Linked DNA regions of Mus musculus: all the other regions are linked to region 1. The links are chromatin contacts, called in public ChIA-PET and Hi-C maps. All regions are on one chromosome and are shown on one strand. The core of a region is the stretch at or near the end of the contact, and the rest is flanking DNA. Distances in the headings are between cores, read along the strand shown. Region 1 has its middle 72 kb from the start of Perp. Region 2 overlaps Pex7 (peroxisomal biogenesis factor 7). Region 3 overlaps Gm33104 (predicted gene, 33104).

Evidence for each region. Hi-C and Micro-C count contacts between places; a contact is called where the count stands out from the background. ChIA-PET counts read pairs in DNA pulled down with a chosen protein or histone mark.
Region 2: a contact with region 1 is called in a Hi-C map of regulatory T cells, with 4 times the contacts expected there. The contact joins two enhancer-like sites. A contact is called at or near these places in 12 of 484 Hi-C or Micro-C datasets (B cells, the HPC-7 cell line, cardiomyocytes and 8 more) and 1 of 115 datasets of contacts at active chromatin or transcription factors (microglia).
Region 3: a contact with region 1 is called in an RNA polymerase II ChIA-PET map of memory CD8 T cells, with 164 read pairs. The contact joins two enhancer-like sites. A contact is called at or near these places in 26 of 484 Hi-C or Micro-C datasets (the AML12 cell line, B cells, CD4 T cells and 17 more), 6 of 115 datasets of contacts at active chromatin or transcription factors (Th17 cells, bone marrow-derived macrophages, effector CD8 T cells and 3 more) and 1 of 9 other capture datasets (embryonic stem cells).

Annotation. Positions count from the first base shown.
Region 1 is chr10:18,914,171-18,919,251 of GRCm38.p6, reverse strand. No RefSeq gene overlaps it. Among named protein-coding and RNA genes, the nearest start is that of Perp, 72 kb to the right of the region's middle. Within about 2 kb of position 2,036, at least 53 of the 459 cell types and tissues checked have an H3K27ac peak or open chromatin away from gene starts, as enhancers often do. A contact at or near this core is called in the HPC-7 cell line, the P5424 cell line, Th1 cells and 6 more, where this site is marked.
Region 2 is chr10:19,883,994-19,889,074 of GRCm38.p6, reverse strand. Pex7 (peroxisomal biogenesis factor 7) reads left to right here. Exons shown (of 10, transcript NM_008822.2): 6 at 313-419; 7 at 1,902-2,015; 8 at 4,242-4,297. Among named protein-coding and RNA genes, the nearest start is that of Pex7, 21 kb to the left of the region's middle. Within about 2 kb of position 2,179, at least 17 of the 459 cell types and tissues checked have an H3K27ac peak or open chromatin away from gene starts, as enhancers often do. A contact at or near this core is called in the HPC-7 cell line and regulatory T cells, where this site is marked.
Region 3 is chr10:19,489,861-19,494,941 of GRCm38.p6, reverse strand. It overlaps Gm33104 (predicted gene, 33104), which reads right to left. Exons shown (of 4, transcript NR_152784.1): 2 at 3,925-3,987. Among named protein-coding and RNA genes, the nearest start is that of Gm33104, 5.7 kb to the right of the region's middle. Within about 2 kb of position 3,036, at least 26 of the 459 cell types and tissues checked have an H3K27ac peak or open chromatin away from gene starts, as enhancers often do. A contact at or near this core is called in the P5424 cell line, Th1 cells, Th17 cells and 5 more, where this site is marked.

The sequences.
Region 1 (5,081 bases), core at 787-3,286:
CCTAGCCCTTATCTCATCCCAAAAAAATATCATACATTCCTGTCTGAGGCAGAGTTTCTTGCAACCTCTATGACTTTTAAGTTGCATCAACCATGTTTTTGACATTATATTCCTTTCCTATGTCCATGCCCAACTCAACAGTAAGATGTGTAAGAGTTCATGTCCAGAGATAGAACATGATCAGAGTTTTAATCTGCTCTTCCACTCTGACTATAAATAGAATTCTGAGGTAGTAATTACACTCTTCTCAGTCTCATTATCTTCATCTGAAATGCAAATGATATATCTGCATAGAGATGTTGTATGCTTATATAACACGAGTAGAAATGTACAAAAAAATGTATCTGGTACCCAATAAAGCTTCAATCAGCATTAGTTGGTTTTCTCTATATAAATACTTTTATTACCTGTGTGCCTTAGCATATCATGTGCCACTTTCTGCTTAACACAATATTTATAATGATATATTTGGTTGCTTTTATTTCATATAGAGAACATTATCCTAGCCATAAGAAACACATTTTGTGAATGGCTTTAATACTTGCAAATCTCTACTGGATATTTGAGCATACATTTCTCTTTTGATTCAGAAAGAATTTTTCCCAAGAGAAGAAAAGCAAGAAAGCAGAGCCTTTATAATGTCTTTCATCCCTATAATTAGAGTCTTTCTAGAGCAGAGGTTCCAAAACAGGGAAGGTAGCAAATCTCCTGCCCAGGCAACACTTGTCAATGTCTAGAGATGCTTTTGGATGCCATAAACTAGGTAGGGGTGTATTATTGGCATCCAGCAAGTGGCAGCCAGAAGGCTACTAACTATGCTATAATGGAAAGAGTACACAAAGAATTATCCAATCCAAGATGTCGTTACTGTAGAGGTAGAAAGCCCTACTCAAAGAAGCCTCAATGCCCAAGCCTATCACCACTATGTGAGATCTGTCCCATCTTACACTCTCGAGACATACTAGTTAGTTAGGAAAGAGAGAGTAGTTGAAGAAGTTGAAGAATGGTCTTGGGTAGTGGTTGTGGTCCGTGGAGAGTCAGAGACAGATCCCGAGAATCCCTCTCAGGTCATGAGCTTCTTGGCTCAAAGCTCCTTCTCCTTTCCTCTTTATTACATGGATGCATCCCTGTTGGTGTGTGTCTTTCCTCTTTATTACATGGATGCATCCCTGTTGGTGTGTGTCTTTCCTCTTTATTACATGGATACATCACTGTTGGTATGTGTCTTTCCTCTTTATTACATGGATACATCCCTGTTGGTGTGTGTCTTTCCTCTTTATTACATGGATGCATCCCTGTTGGTGTGTGTCTTTCCTCTTTATTACATGGATGCATCCCTGTTGGTGTGTGTCTTTCCTCTTTATTACATGGATGCATCCCTGTTGGTGTGTGTCTTTCCTCTTTATTACATGGATGCATCCCTGTTGGTATGTGTCTGAATACTTTCTGCTGTCTTGAGTCACTTCCCTTACTTGCATGTCCAACCATGGAATCCAGTGTGCATGACCTCCTTGAAGAACACTGATTAAAATAAGTTTCAAATACAAATGGAGAATTCAGGTAACTCGAGCCTTAAAGAAAAGAAAACATGTTGAAAATGTAAACTCATTCTTGTAGTTTCCCAAGGAGACAGCTGCTTTTAGAAGAAGGTCAAGAGTCTATCTTGTACTCACTCACACATGTAGGCTGTGAATGCCTGTGGTTATAGCACCGTTTCCTCCCTCGGAACTTTCCTACATCAGCAGCCCGCCCGTTGTCGTTTGTGATGAACTGTCATCTAGTTGGATATGCTTCTTTTTTTTCTTTTTTCTTTTAGTTTCTTTTTAAATCTTCTCCCTCCCACGTTTCCTTCAGCTTACTTCTTTCCTTCTGTTTCTTACTTCTCTGTGTTATTCCTCATTTCATTCCAATTTTAGGAACAAGAAGAAAAATGTTCACTATGGGTGATGTCTACCTCTCTGTGTACACTTTGGAGGTGTGGGGGTGGTGTGCAGGGGCTGGAAGGTGGGGGGAGGGGAGTAGTGTTTCTTTTAAAAATCATATGCTGCCATCTGGTGGTCAATTTATATACTCAACCAAATAGCTGGGTTCAGACTGTTTCAAGTGTCTGACAGTGAACTGGGTCCTGCTTGACTATAGGCGAGCAATAATTGATATTGTCTCTCTTCATGGTTAAAGTCCCAGTGTTCAAAGCTACTCCTTCCCCTTAAGATTTTTATTTCTCTCAGGCAGATGGAATAGTTTGTTCCCAAATTGAATACAGAAAAATCTGAGCCTAAAACAAATCTTTGTTGTAAGTTCACAGCCTGTAAACTCTTCCATAGGATTTGTGGATTCCTGAATCTCCCTTTCAGCTCGCCCTGATTAATTTTAAATTTACTGGACTAGCAAAAGGGGGCATGGAACTGGCTGTTGGCAATGCTGGTGATTGGATGAACACTGTACCACTATACTATACCCCTAACCCTCAGAGAGAGATTTTAAAGGTAAAAGTAAAATATACTTGATATAATGGTACAGATACATATTTTTTCTATAGCAAGGAACTTTTCCCACAGAGAGAGAGAGAGAAAGACAGATAGAGACAGAGACAAAGAGGGGGAGAGAAAGACAGAGAGGGAGAAAGGAGGGAGAGGGAGGGAGGGAGGGAGGGAGGGAGGGAGGGAGGGAGGGAGGGAGGGAGAGAGGGAGGGAGAGAGACTATGAACAATGATACTACTCCCCAAAGCAACTCAGAGGACCTTGAAAACCATTTTTCATTCCACAACCCATCAGCAAATCCACTGTGTCTCTTAATCCTTTTTAAATCCTCCTCCATCCTGTCTTCCTTTTCCTCTTATTTGGTACAACCGTACACCAGGTTCTCCCTCTCCCTTTTTTTCATCCTCTCCCTCCAGAGACACTGTGTGTGTCTCTGCATTTTTATTTACCTGTCTGTCTGTCTCTGCCTCACCCCAGAAAGTAGATCCAGTTGTTCTAACAAGGGGCTAGAGACTGACTGGAGTGCGAGAAGTGGAGAGGAGATGCTGTCTCTGGAGATGGCATCAGATGGACAGGGCTTTCACTCAAGTGTAGCCTCTACTTCCTTTGCTTCGTTTTTAGTGTGAATTTACAGAATTGCTTTGATTGAAAACTGAATGGCAAATCCTCTAAGACGGTGGCTTTAGGTCATCCAAGAACAGGATGTTGTAGCCTAAAGGAGAATCTCAACAAAAAGCCCTGTGAAGAGTGAGCTATGGTGACCGAAATCCCTATGAACACTGAACTACAATGACTGAGGTCCCCACAGACAGTGAACTATAGTGACCAAGGCCCTTGTGAACAGTAAGCTATCGTGACTGAGGTCCCTATGAGCAGTGAACTATGGCAGCAGAGGGCCCTGTGAAGTGTGAGCTGTGATGACCGAGGTTCCTATGGTGACATAGTTCTCTGTGAATGTGAGCTATGAAGACCGAAGTCCTTATGGACAACAAGCTACAATGACTGAAGTCTTCATCGGTACCACTCTCTAGTTTCCCCTCAATGAAGTGTCATGTGCTGGAATCGGAGGCACCCGGAAAAGTGGCGTCCATCTTGTCACTGAAGTTATATTCAGGCTTGGGAATATTCAGGTTCAGAAACGGCACGTTCTGGCCTTGTTTCCATGATCACTGATGACTATGTTGGGAATATATGAGAAGGAACAGAAACAAGGCTGTCAAGCATCAGGGAGACCTGCCTAGAAGTCACCTCCATCATCAACCTTGAGTTCTAACCTCCTGGATCTTGCTGCTAGCCATCTCTTACAATTGAGTAGTTGGCCTGCAGAAAATTTCCAAATGAAGCCTACAACTAGACTAGACATAGTTGTGCAAAAAAAGAATTTACCTAACTAGGGTTGACTACTTACTATTTCCTAGAAAGATTTTACAAGGCTGGGGCTTGGTTGGCATCAGGGAACTTGGATTTCAGAACCTTTCATTTACAGAAATGAACTGTCTCTATGTGTCTAAACTCAGGTTTTTTTCTTTTGACTTAATTAAATTATTTACTCACTTTACATCCTGATTGCAACCCCTCCTTCATCTCTTCTCAGTCCCACCCTTACAAATCCCAACCCCCATCAGTCCCTCCCCTTCTCCTCAGAGAAGGGGAAGCCCCCTTGGTACCACCCTGTCCTGGGACATCTAGTCCCAGCAGAACTCAGCATATCCTCTCCTACTGAGGCCCAACCAAGCAGCCCAGTTAGAGGGAGGGGCAACGGCAGGCAACAAAGTCAGAGACTGCCCTCCCTCTCCAATGCTTAGGGAACACACATGAGCATGAAACAGCACATCTACTACAAATGCACAGCGGACCCAAGTCCAACCCCTGCATGCCTTTTGGTTGGTGATCAGTCTCTTTGAGCCCCCGCGGGCCCAAGTTAGTTGACTCTATAGGTCTTCTTATGGTGTCCTTGACTCCTTCGGCTCTCTCAATTCTATCCCTCACTCTTCCACATGACTTCCTGAGATCTGCCTGATGCTTGACTGTGGGTTTTTGCATCTGTTCTTATTACCTGCTGGATGAAGCATTTCAGGAAACAGTTATACTAAGTATCTGTCTGCAAGCATAGCAGACAGGGGTTGGCCCTCACATGGGATGGGTATCCAGTTGAAGCAGTCATTAGTTGACCATTCCCTCTGTGTCTGCTTCATCTTTATCCCTGTGCAACTTTAGGCCAGACAAATTTTGTGTGGAAGGTTTTGTGGGTGGTTTGATGTCCCCCTCCCTCTACTGGAATTCCTGCCTGATTACAGGAGATGGCCACTTCAGCCTTCATAGGCTCCTCTGGTAGAAATCTCAGTTAAGGTCACCCCCAAAGACACCCCGGAGTCTCTCCAGTCCCAGGTCTCCAGCTACTCCCTGAGATGCCCCCACCTGTTTCTATTTTCAGTCCCGGCCCTTTCCTCTCGGCACACCTCATCGCCACCCCTGTTCCCTTCCTCACTCCCTCTCTCATGCAGTTCCCTCTGTCACCCACCTCTGATGATTATTTGGTTACGCTTGAAAGTCACTGGAGGAGGCAAAATCTTCATGTTTGGCACTACGTTCTCCTCAGA
Region 2 (5,081 bases), core at 930-3,429, 970 kb before region 1:
GTTTCTCATGCTTGAGGCCCCAGCTCTCTCTTCAGCACCAGTGCAGACAACAAACAGATCCTCTGAAGGCTGAAAACATCTCCATTTTGGCATCTCATCATTGAGTTTTCCTCTTTGATGTAAAACCACTATTATGGTTTTCCTCTCTGTTGCTCATCACTGTGAGTAGTTCTTAGGCATTGTGATGGTTTGAGAATATGTCGAGGTGAGTATCCTGATGGTGACGTATCTCCCCTTGGCTCGCCACCAGCCTGCTCTTGCACAGAGCACCCAGTAGGATGTGGGGTTGACCAAGTCTGTCTCTTCTATCAGGAGATCAGACTCTGAGGATCTGGGATGTGAAGACCACAGGAGTACGGATTGTGATTCCAGCACATCAGACGGAAATCCTGAGCTGTGACTGGTGTAAATACAATGAGGTACAGGGGTTCCGTAGAGAGCACTCTTCCCAGTGTTAACACCCCCTTATCTGTCCTGTTGATGAGCACTTTGATGTTGTTTCTGGACCCTTAGGTTAAACTCCGTCTCTGTAACTTGTTGTGAGTAAGGGACTGACCTGCGTTAGTATTAGTTGGACCTAAGTGCTCCTAAAACAGGCAAAGAAAGGAACAGATATTCTTTGTTTGTTTGTTTGTTTTGGTTTTTCGACACAGGGTTTCTCTGTGTAGCCTTGGCTGTCCTGGAACTCACTTTGTAGACCAGGCTGGCCTAGAACTCAGAAATCCGCCTGCCTCTGCCTCCCGAGTGCTGGGATTAAAGGCGTGTGCCACCACGCCCGGCAGGAACAGATATTCTTACAAGTTCAACAGTGCAGCCTTCCTTGTTTGTTTTGGGAAACTGCTTTACAATTTTTGTAATTTGTATATGTGTGATTGCTCTTAACCTCACTGTTGAACTGTTTATAACCCAGTTTTTAATTTGACAGTCCATTAGTTTTAAGAATTTTGTTTTATCTTTCTTTTTAAGCTGAACTAATTTTCATGCTTGTATAAGATGGTGGTGCCCATGTGAAACTTTTTGTAATGCTTCAGTTAAAACATCTGAGTGTGAGAATTAAAAGCAGGAATTCAGGAATAAATTGATTGTATTAATATACTATCTGTATGCCTCAACAGGCCTTGTAGCTGAAAACTGAAAATACCTACCTTGTTTTTGCTTTCCCAGCTTTAAACTCACTTGTGACAATTAAAAGAATACCACATTGTCAGAACTCTTTTAGTAAAAAGAAAGACAATATGCATATTCAATAGAAATATTTAGGCTTAGAAAACCGAACAAAACTTAACTAACACTCTGCTTTTTCAACTATGAGTCACCTTGAAAGGGGTTCCCCCACCCATGAACATATGAGTGCCTGTAAGCATGCATATGTGAGTGCATACATGTATGTGTGTGTGTGTGTGTTTATGTGTGTGTGTGTGTTTCCTGCATATCGGACTCAAATGTGTTTATACTCGCTAGGCAAGCACTCTCTTACTGAGCTACATTCTCAGCCCAGCAACCACAGCCTGCCTTTAATATCTGGTACGACCTCAGTATGTTTTAAACTGTTTAAAAAGAAGGATCAGCTGATTTGTCCAATATCTTTTAACCTCTTATGTGTGCGTAGTATTTGAAAAGGTAAGTTAGAAAATCTACAATGCTGTTTGAGACTTGCTTTGTCCCTTGTGTGTAGTGTTCTATCATACACTTTAAACATAGTTCCTGTCCTCTGTAGTTATATAGTTTTGATTTTGCTACGAAATGGCTATTTTGGTTCCTTTCTATGATTATTATGCAATTAAAAAATAGATCCTGGGTGTATATTTAATTACAAAAATGTATTTTTTAGTTTCTAGTTTCTAGTGAGAGATTGCAAACATCTCATAGTTTTGTTTTGTTTTTTTCTGAATTGTTTTCAGAACTTGGTGGTGACAGGTGCGGTTGACTGTAGTTTGAGAGGCTGGGACTTAAGGAATGTGCGACAGCCTGTGTTTGAACTTCTCGGTCACACATATGCTATCAGGAGGGTGAAAGTAAGTCTTTCTCTTTTCTATACAGAGTGAAAACGTAACCAGTAGTCGGTGAAGTTTGTACAAAGTGTTTAGGGATGCAGTTTTACAGAGCTGGGGGGGAGCCTGGGCCGTGCTCATCCTAGGCCAATGCCCTGCCACGGAGCTCCACCCTCCGCTCTGGGTTTCCTGAGACAAGGTCTCGTTCTGTAGGTCAGGCGACTTTAAAATTATATTCCTCCTGCCTCAGCCTCCCAAGTGCCGGCATTGTTGATTGTTGTGTGTGTTTTTGTCATCCAATTAAGGATGATATTGGAAGCTAAAATTAGGTTATATATTTGAGTAAGCTGGAATGATATAAAAATTCACTACTTGATGTTAACTAAAAATAACTTTCTTACCTTATTACCCAGCTGACTATTTCTTTTAACAGTATTTCTAAGTGTGTTAGTTTATATTTAGGGAATATGTTTCACAATTGCCCATTTGATGAGAGTGTGTGAATGGAGAGGTAGTAATTTTTTTCTCTAGCATGACAGTGTATATAAAAGTTAAAACTATGCAGGATGTAGAAACGATTCGGTGTGTGAACAGAAGGAGAGCAAACCTTTTAACAGTGCCTCTAGTAGGTGTGCCTGCATAGTGAGGGAAGTTAGTTTATCTCCCCAGCTTCCTGTCAGGTGATTCTGCTGTGGTGCTGTGAAAACCTCCCCACTCAGTGGCATCTCCTGATTATCAGTTCTCTACATTAACAGCTACAAAGTACTTTACTGCTGTTTCCAATATGATAGTTGTGCAATATCCCGATTTTACATATTTCAAATAGCATTAAATTAATATTTAGATTGTATTACTCAATGTAATTTTAAATATGTAGTACATAGTAGATTTAACTTTGACTTCTTTGGGAATTCCATACATGCATACAGAGTATTTGCTCATACCTACTCTTCCCCAACTCCACCAGGACCCTGGCACATACATCCCTCCTAGCTTCGTGTCCTCGCTCTGTCTCTGTCTCTCTCTGTCTCTCTGTCTCTCTCATCCACTGAGCCCAGTTAGAGCTGCTTCGTGCACATGGATGTACAAGCACCCACTGGAGTCTGGGCATTCCACCAGGGAAAACCGTCTCCCCCTCCTGTGTAGCCATTAACTGCCAGTAGCTTTCAGTTAGAGATGGGCCTTAGGAGCCCTCATCCATTTGTGCTCCTGTGTGCTCTGTCCTGACCTGGGGCAGATCTTCTGAAGGCAGCCACAGCTGTGAGAGTTCACGAGGACAGCAGCTGTCTTGTGCTGAGGACAGACAGTGTCTCACAGCAGTCCTCCCCCTCCAGTTCCCACAGTCCTCCATCTCCTCCTGTGTTCCCTGAGCTTTGTAGAAGGGCCTGAGCCATCCTTAGTTATGGATTCTTCTCACTCCAGTTGTCGGCTTTTGTGATAACTACCATCTACTACAAAAATAAAAATAAGCTTTTCTATGTGTTTTGTTTGTTTGTTTGTTTGTTTTGTTGGGTTTTTGTTTTGTTTTGTTGGTTTTTTTTGTTTTTGTTTTGTTTTTGTTTTTTTTCAAGACAGGGTTTCTCTATGTAGCCCTGGCTGTCCTTAAACTCACTTTGTAGACCAGGCTGGCCTCGAACTCAGAAATCCACCTGCCTCTGCCTCCCAAGTGCTGGGATTAAAGGCGTGCGCCACCACCGCCCGGCCTGTGTTTTTAATAATGGTCTTACAGGGACAGGTTTCAGTGGTAGACAGAGTTTTTCTGTATTTCAGATTTTTTGTGGGGACAAATTAAGGTAATATAGTAAAAAAAATACTTTGCACGCTGTGTGAAGTGCTATTCAGGTACAGTTACAGGGATGGGAAGGTGACTCAGCTGTAGATTGCTTGCTTAGCATAGAGGCCTGGGTGTGACCCCCATTAGCACATAACTGGGTGGTCCATGTCTGTAATCCCAGCACTTGGAATGAGAAGCAGGAGGATGAGTGTTCAGATGACCCTCAGCAAGGTTGAGGCTGGCCTAGGCTTCATGAGACCCTCCATCAAATGTAGAAAGCATGTTAGAAATTATCTCTGTGAAGCTTGCGGGATTTCTTTGGAGAATGTAAAAATAAAAGATCTTTCTATAAATGTCTATTTGAAAGGTCAGCATAAGTGTGTAAGGCCTAGGAAGGTGCAGTTGTGATAAGTGGTTGTGTTTCTGGGGTGACGTGGAGTGGCAGTCCGTGACTGTCTGACTTCTCTCTCCTGCAGTTTTCACCGTTCCACGCCTCCGTGCTGGCCTCCTGCTCCTATGACTTCACTGTAAGGTACAGAGACCTCTCTAATACATCCTGTGTGCAACACTTAGTAGTGTTTGTATGTGTGCAACTTCGCTGAGACCTGAGGGATTGCTTTACTAACAGTACCCACTTTTCCTGCCTTTTATTCTTCTCTCCTCCTAACAAGTAAGTCTGGAAGCCACACCCTCTTGTCCTTCGTGCTTGACGTCTGTCCTTGCTTGTGTGGGGACACTAAGTGTTGCACTCACATTGCCTGATTGCATTAACTACTCAGAGCTCCTCCCCCTTTCTTCTTAGTCAGAGTTTGTTCTGACAAAATTTCTGCTGCTTTTTTCATAATGTTTTCTTCTGACAGAGCAGATTTGAAGTGATAGCTTAAGAAGAGATACCCGTCTCTAACTTGCTTTTCTGGAGTGAGCCTGTGTAAGGATGCAGACAAATTGGGGAGTCAACTCACAGAACAGCCAGGCTGTGGTGTGGTGTGGTGTGGTGTGGTGTGGTGTGGTGTGGTGTGGTGTGGTGTGGGGGTGTTTTGTTTCCTCTTGTGGGTCTTGCCTGGTGCACTGTACCTGGGAGCTCCATGTGCAGCTGAGGGTGACCCTGGACTTCTGATGCTAAAACTCTTAGCTCCTGAGGCTGGGGTTGGAGTCCTGCGCCACTATACCCAGCCACATTTTGACAGGGACGGGGGGGGGGGGGGGGTGGACACGACTTATTGCTTGCCTGCCCTCCACCCAGCCATCTCCAGGCTGGAGCTGCGGAGCTGTAGGTTATCTGCTGGGTGTTAGAGTTTTGTGTGTGGATCTTCAAG
Region 3 (5,081 bases), core at 1,787-4,286, 570 kb before region 1:
GAGACGGAAGCTCCTTCAGTAATCACACACACTCAGCATTTGTTGAAGCATTTGTGCTCTCCTCTCCTGCACCGAGTTCTTCCTGTCCCTCTGAATGCCCTACGAGTTTAGTTTTGAAACCATCCCTATCTCCCGGTCCCACTGTCTGACCTTGAATTCTGGGCGTTTTTGTTCACTTGTCCATATCTTCACCTTTCTCTTTAGTCACTAACGTGTCTGTTTTCAGTTTCTCCGAAACTCCCAGATCTCTAAGTTTAAGGTCAGGCTCTAAACCACACCACTATCACCATGCTCTGAGTGAGCGCAGAGCAGATTCCTGGCATTAAGTAAGTCTAAGTCTCAGCTGTTTAAACAAACACATCCTGTTGCTTGCTGTGAAGGAAACCACCTTTCACTGACCCTTCAGCGAGGCTGGTTAACTTTAGAAATTTGGAGACTGTGAATCCAGCAGTGTGTTGCAGGTTCAGACCCTAATTAAACTTTATCTTGAGTCATCTTCAGACCTCCCGCTGATGTGGGGTTTTTTTGTTTTTTTGTTTGTTTGTCTTTTTTTGTTTTGTTTTTTTCTGTTCCTGTCTGTTTGTTTTGTTTTTTGTTTTTTGTTTTGTCTTCTTTTTGTTTTGTTTTTTCTGTTCCTGTCCTTGTGACTTCAAGGTAGAACCTTGAATGAATGAACTTACAGACTATTGGCTTCTACCAACCCAAAAGCTAGTAGCATCACTGGATAGCATCTAAGGTATTCCAAAAAGTCCACCTCTTTGTTGTAACCTGCTTATCAAATGTTTGCACTAATACATTTAAAAAGTACCTTAATTTGGGGTTCCCTATTTCTGGAAAAGCACGAAATTGCTACCTCGTTGGAACGTGGTATTTGGAGAAAGTAAAATCTGTGTTCCTGAGCCATAGTCACTCATAACTGGCTCTAGAATAAACTATCTCTTATCTTGTTGAGGCGAGCTGTTTCTCTCATTGACAATAATAGGGGTCTATGCAGGAGCAAGAGTGAGTCATGGTGGGAGGTTGACCTCTGGCACCCACACATGTGCACCTGCTGGTCTGAGCCAGATGAACATTAACCAGCAAGCAGTTGTCATCTCTGTAATGGTCTTGATGAATGCTAGTTTTCTTTAGTGTCATCTTGCTCTCCTCACTTGCCTTTGCTAACTTTTCAAAACATGTTGTTCCTAATACACACTCCAAAATGTAGGCTTGCTTTCCCTCCCCGCTAGCATCTGTGAACTTAAAGGTGGTCATGTTTCTAATCTTTCATGCTACTATTTAAAAACATGTCCAAGGCTAATCTCACTTGCTAGAGGTGTACTTTGGCTCAGCATTCAAATAGGATCCATCCTTTCTCCATTTCTAAAACACAAAAATCAAGTCTCCCTTACTAAATTTTTTATTTCAGTCCCAGATGCCTTAGGTGTTATACCTATCTTAGATATTATACATATATTATCTATGTTAGATATATATTATACATATATTAGATATATCTGTCTTAGATGTTATACTGCCTTAGATAGATATACTATCCTCAAACATGGTCTCCCTCCATGTGGAGCTTGGAGATCTGAGATGTGCAAGCTTGTGGTATCTGAGAAAACCGCAGAAGCACGGTGACCCCTCTCATGTTTGATACCCATCTCTCCTTATGGTGATTTACACGAAAATGGCTCTCGCGGGCTTCCAAATTTCAATTCTTAGTCACCAGGTTATGAAACCGAGAAGGCTTAGGGGGATTAGGAGGTGTTGTCTTACTGAGAGTGGACTTTGAGACTGCAAAAGCCTACACTGGGCCCTGTGTCTCTCCCTCTGTCTTCTTGATGCCCGTGGAACAGGATGTAAAGCTGCCTGCTTGCCTGCCTGCTGCCATGCTCCCTGCCATGGTGACAAAAGACCAATCCTCTGAAGCTGTAAGCCAGCACCCAGTGAAATGTCTTCTTTTCTAAGAGAAAACATTTGGTCATGATCCCTTTTCAACAATACAAAGGTAACTAAGACATCCCTGAAGCAGGTCAGACCCAAATGTTGGCTGGTTTTATGTCAACTTGACCCAAGCTAGAGGAATCAGAGAGGAGGGAGCCTCACTTGAGACAATGACTCTTAAGATCCAGCTGTAAGGCATTTTCTCAATTAGTGACCAATGGAGCCGGGCCCAGCCACTGTAGGTGGCACCATCCCTGGCCTCCTACAAGAAAGCAGGCTGAGCAAGCCATGAGGAGCAAGCCAGTAAGCCGCACCCCTCCATGCTCTGTATCAGCTCCTGCCCTGAATGAACTCCTGCCCTGTTTGAGTTCCTGTCCTCACTGCTTTTGAGGATGAACTGTTCTGTGAAACTTGGGGCTAGAAAAGCCATTGAGTCACTTCTGTAAGAGCTTGCTGCAAACAGTAAAAAAAAAAAAAAAACCTGGAGGCCTAGCTTGTGCAGTGTCAGCGGGAAGAAAAGACTCTACAGGACATTTTGTGTGAAGGATCTGTAGTTTTGGTTAGCTGGGGATGAAGAACCATCTGTGATGAACAAGATACCAGAACTACTAAAGTAAAATCCTTGCTGGATACTCAATGCTGGTTGGCCAGAGCTGAGAATTTAGCCACGATTACGAAGAAAGCAGCATTGTTGGGGTAAAACTTTCGGGGGAAGTGTTTTCAAGAGATTCAGCACACAGAAGCTGTGTTCCAGACAAGGCCATAAGTTGGACCTTGCGCTGGTAGCTGAACTTGATAGTGCGCCAACAAGGAAACACTGCCTTGAGAGCCTCAGTCTGTTGGCTCAGTCTCAGATCTGATCTCTGGGCCAGAGCTTTTGGTCCGAATCTCAGCTCTGGTACTTGGTATTTGGTATTTGTATGGCATGAGCACGTGATAAACTTCTGTGTCCCGGTTTCCTCATTTGTAAATTTCAATTAAAAATCATAGACAATGCATCATATAAATGCACACGTGATTTTAATGTACTAGCAACAGTGTTTACACTGCAAAGGTTGTCATGGCAGCTGCTTGATCCATGTACATCGCTCAGAACGATGTAGGGTACATGCTGAGCTGCATAAAGTATTATTTTTGCTTTTGAATTTCGTCCGTTTCACATTGGGGGTGGGGACACATGTTTTTGTACTTAGGGGTTTTAACTTGGAAATCAGAAAACGGTTCTGGTTCTAAATAGCTGGAGCTAACCAACAACCTTGCGGGGGGGGGGGGGGGCGCCTCACCCCATCACAACCGCTTGAGGATGCTGCCCCCTGGTGGTCCTTCTCCGGGGCTTCTACCACTCTGTTTCAGTCATGCCAGAATTTTGTTTGTCTTCTCCTTCCTTTAATCTAAAGGTCAACCTATCAGCAGCTGCAGCATTCCCTCACAAGCGTTTCTCAAAACACAGTTTGTAAGTCGCAGATGTACATATGCATTTCCACCGTTTGGGTGGCAGCTAAACGTTATACTTTTGGTAGGAATGTTTAGAAATGGTGAGAAAATTATGTGTCCACTCAGAGCACCTATTATGTAATCTTTTTAATTGATACACTTGAAAATGAGGTAAGTACCTGAGGATTCAAGCAGAGTCCTCTTTAGTACTGATATAAGCATTCATATTTAAAAAAATCATTCTTATGGACTCTAGGATAAATGTCCTATTGCATACCAAAATATAGAGTTTAAAAATATTAACGTCATTACTTTGACAAAATTTCTCAGGATCAAAGAGATAAAAGTTACAATGTTTGCACTTATGCTGCACATGTGTACTCTGTTTGGTCCTGTTTTCACCTGGTCATCTGCAGTGCCCACCCCAGCAACCTCTATCTTATTTCTTCAGGAATTTTCCACAATAACAAACAAACAAACATAAAACAAACAAACAAAAACCATTTGTTTTCAAGAGGAACTATGCAAAACTCTTCCTTTTCGGTTCTTTTGCAAACTTACATGACCCTGGAAGGTAGCTCAAGGGCGGATCACCTCGTCTGGATCACCTCTGTTACACAATTCCTAGCACCAAAAAAGGCAACATCAGAAGATCGGTGAATACTTTTTTTTTTCCTTTTAACACATTTGCTATCGTTTCTGATGGAGAATAAAGAATGAGTCTGAAGTTGTTAGGCGCTCGCTCAGCCGGCTGGAAGCCCGACATTCTCTCTATGCTTCTGCTGCCCGGCATTGTGGACAGAACATTACTCAAACCACAGGCTCCAGACTCCCAGGTAACTGAAGCCAGCAGGAAGCTCTGTTTGATATCAAGTGTGTGCTTTATCGACCTTTTTGTTGTGATGGGAAGAAGGGAACCAGCTTTGCTTTTATCTTGCCCTGTCGTAACATTGCCCAGTAGGTGGAGGCTTTTTTGGTGCACTGTGGCCAAACTCTTTGATAGATGCTGAATTTGTGATCATAAATTTTCTATAATAATAATAATGATAATAATAATAATAATAAATCAATGTTCTTTCCATCACCGTTACTAACATAAAATCTTACACAGCCACGTGTTTTATTAAAGCGGATCTAAAATTCTGCATTCAGGAACCACCACATAGAAAATACAACTTAATTTTCTTTCCTAAGAGACAGAAGCCTGTCCGTCCAGGGACAAAGGCTTACATCTAACAAAGCAATTTTGAACTTTGGAGTCAACCATATAGACTTTGAGCTAAACACAGTCTCGGTGTCTTATTATATTAGAAATACTCCTGCAGAATAAGAAAATAAAGTGTCTTTGTTTCCTCTACAAGTACTTAGTTTTCAATGAGCAAGTTAGAGTTTTTATATTTCATTTAATGAATATGCCCCCCCAATTGTTTTGCTTTTACACATGTGATGAAGCTATATTAAATCTACCCTTTTTTTTTGTAGGATGCCCTTGTGGGTTTAGACCTGAACACAATACAGTCACTGAGCAGAGACCAGGCTTAGTGCAATCACAAGCTCACCCCAGTGTTCCTGTACCATACTCTGTGGCTCCTCGTCTACTTTGGATAGTACTTGTTCCAACTCCTTAAGAGTTCTAGTAATTTACAGAAAGAATTCTCTTCATTAAAAGATGAAATGTGCTCTGTATTTTAGCCCAATATTTAACATTTAGTAGTAGT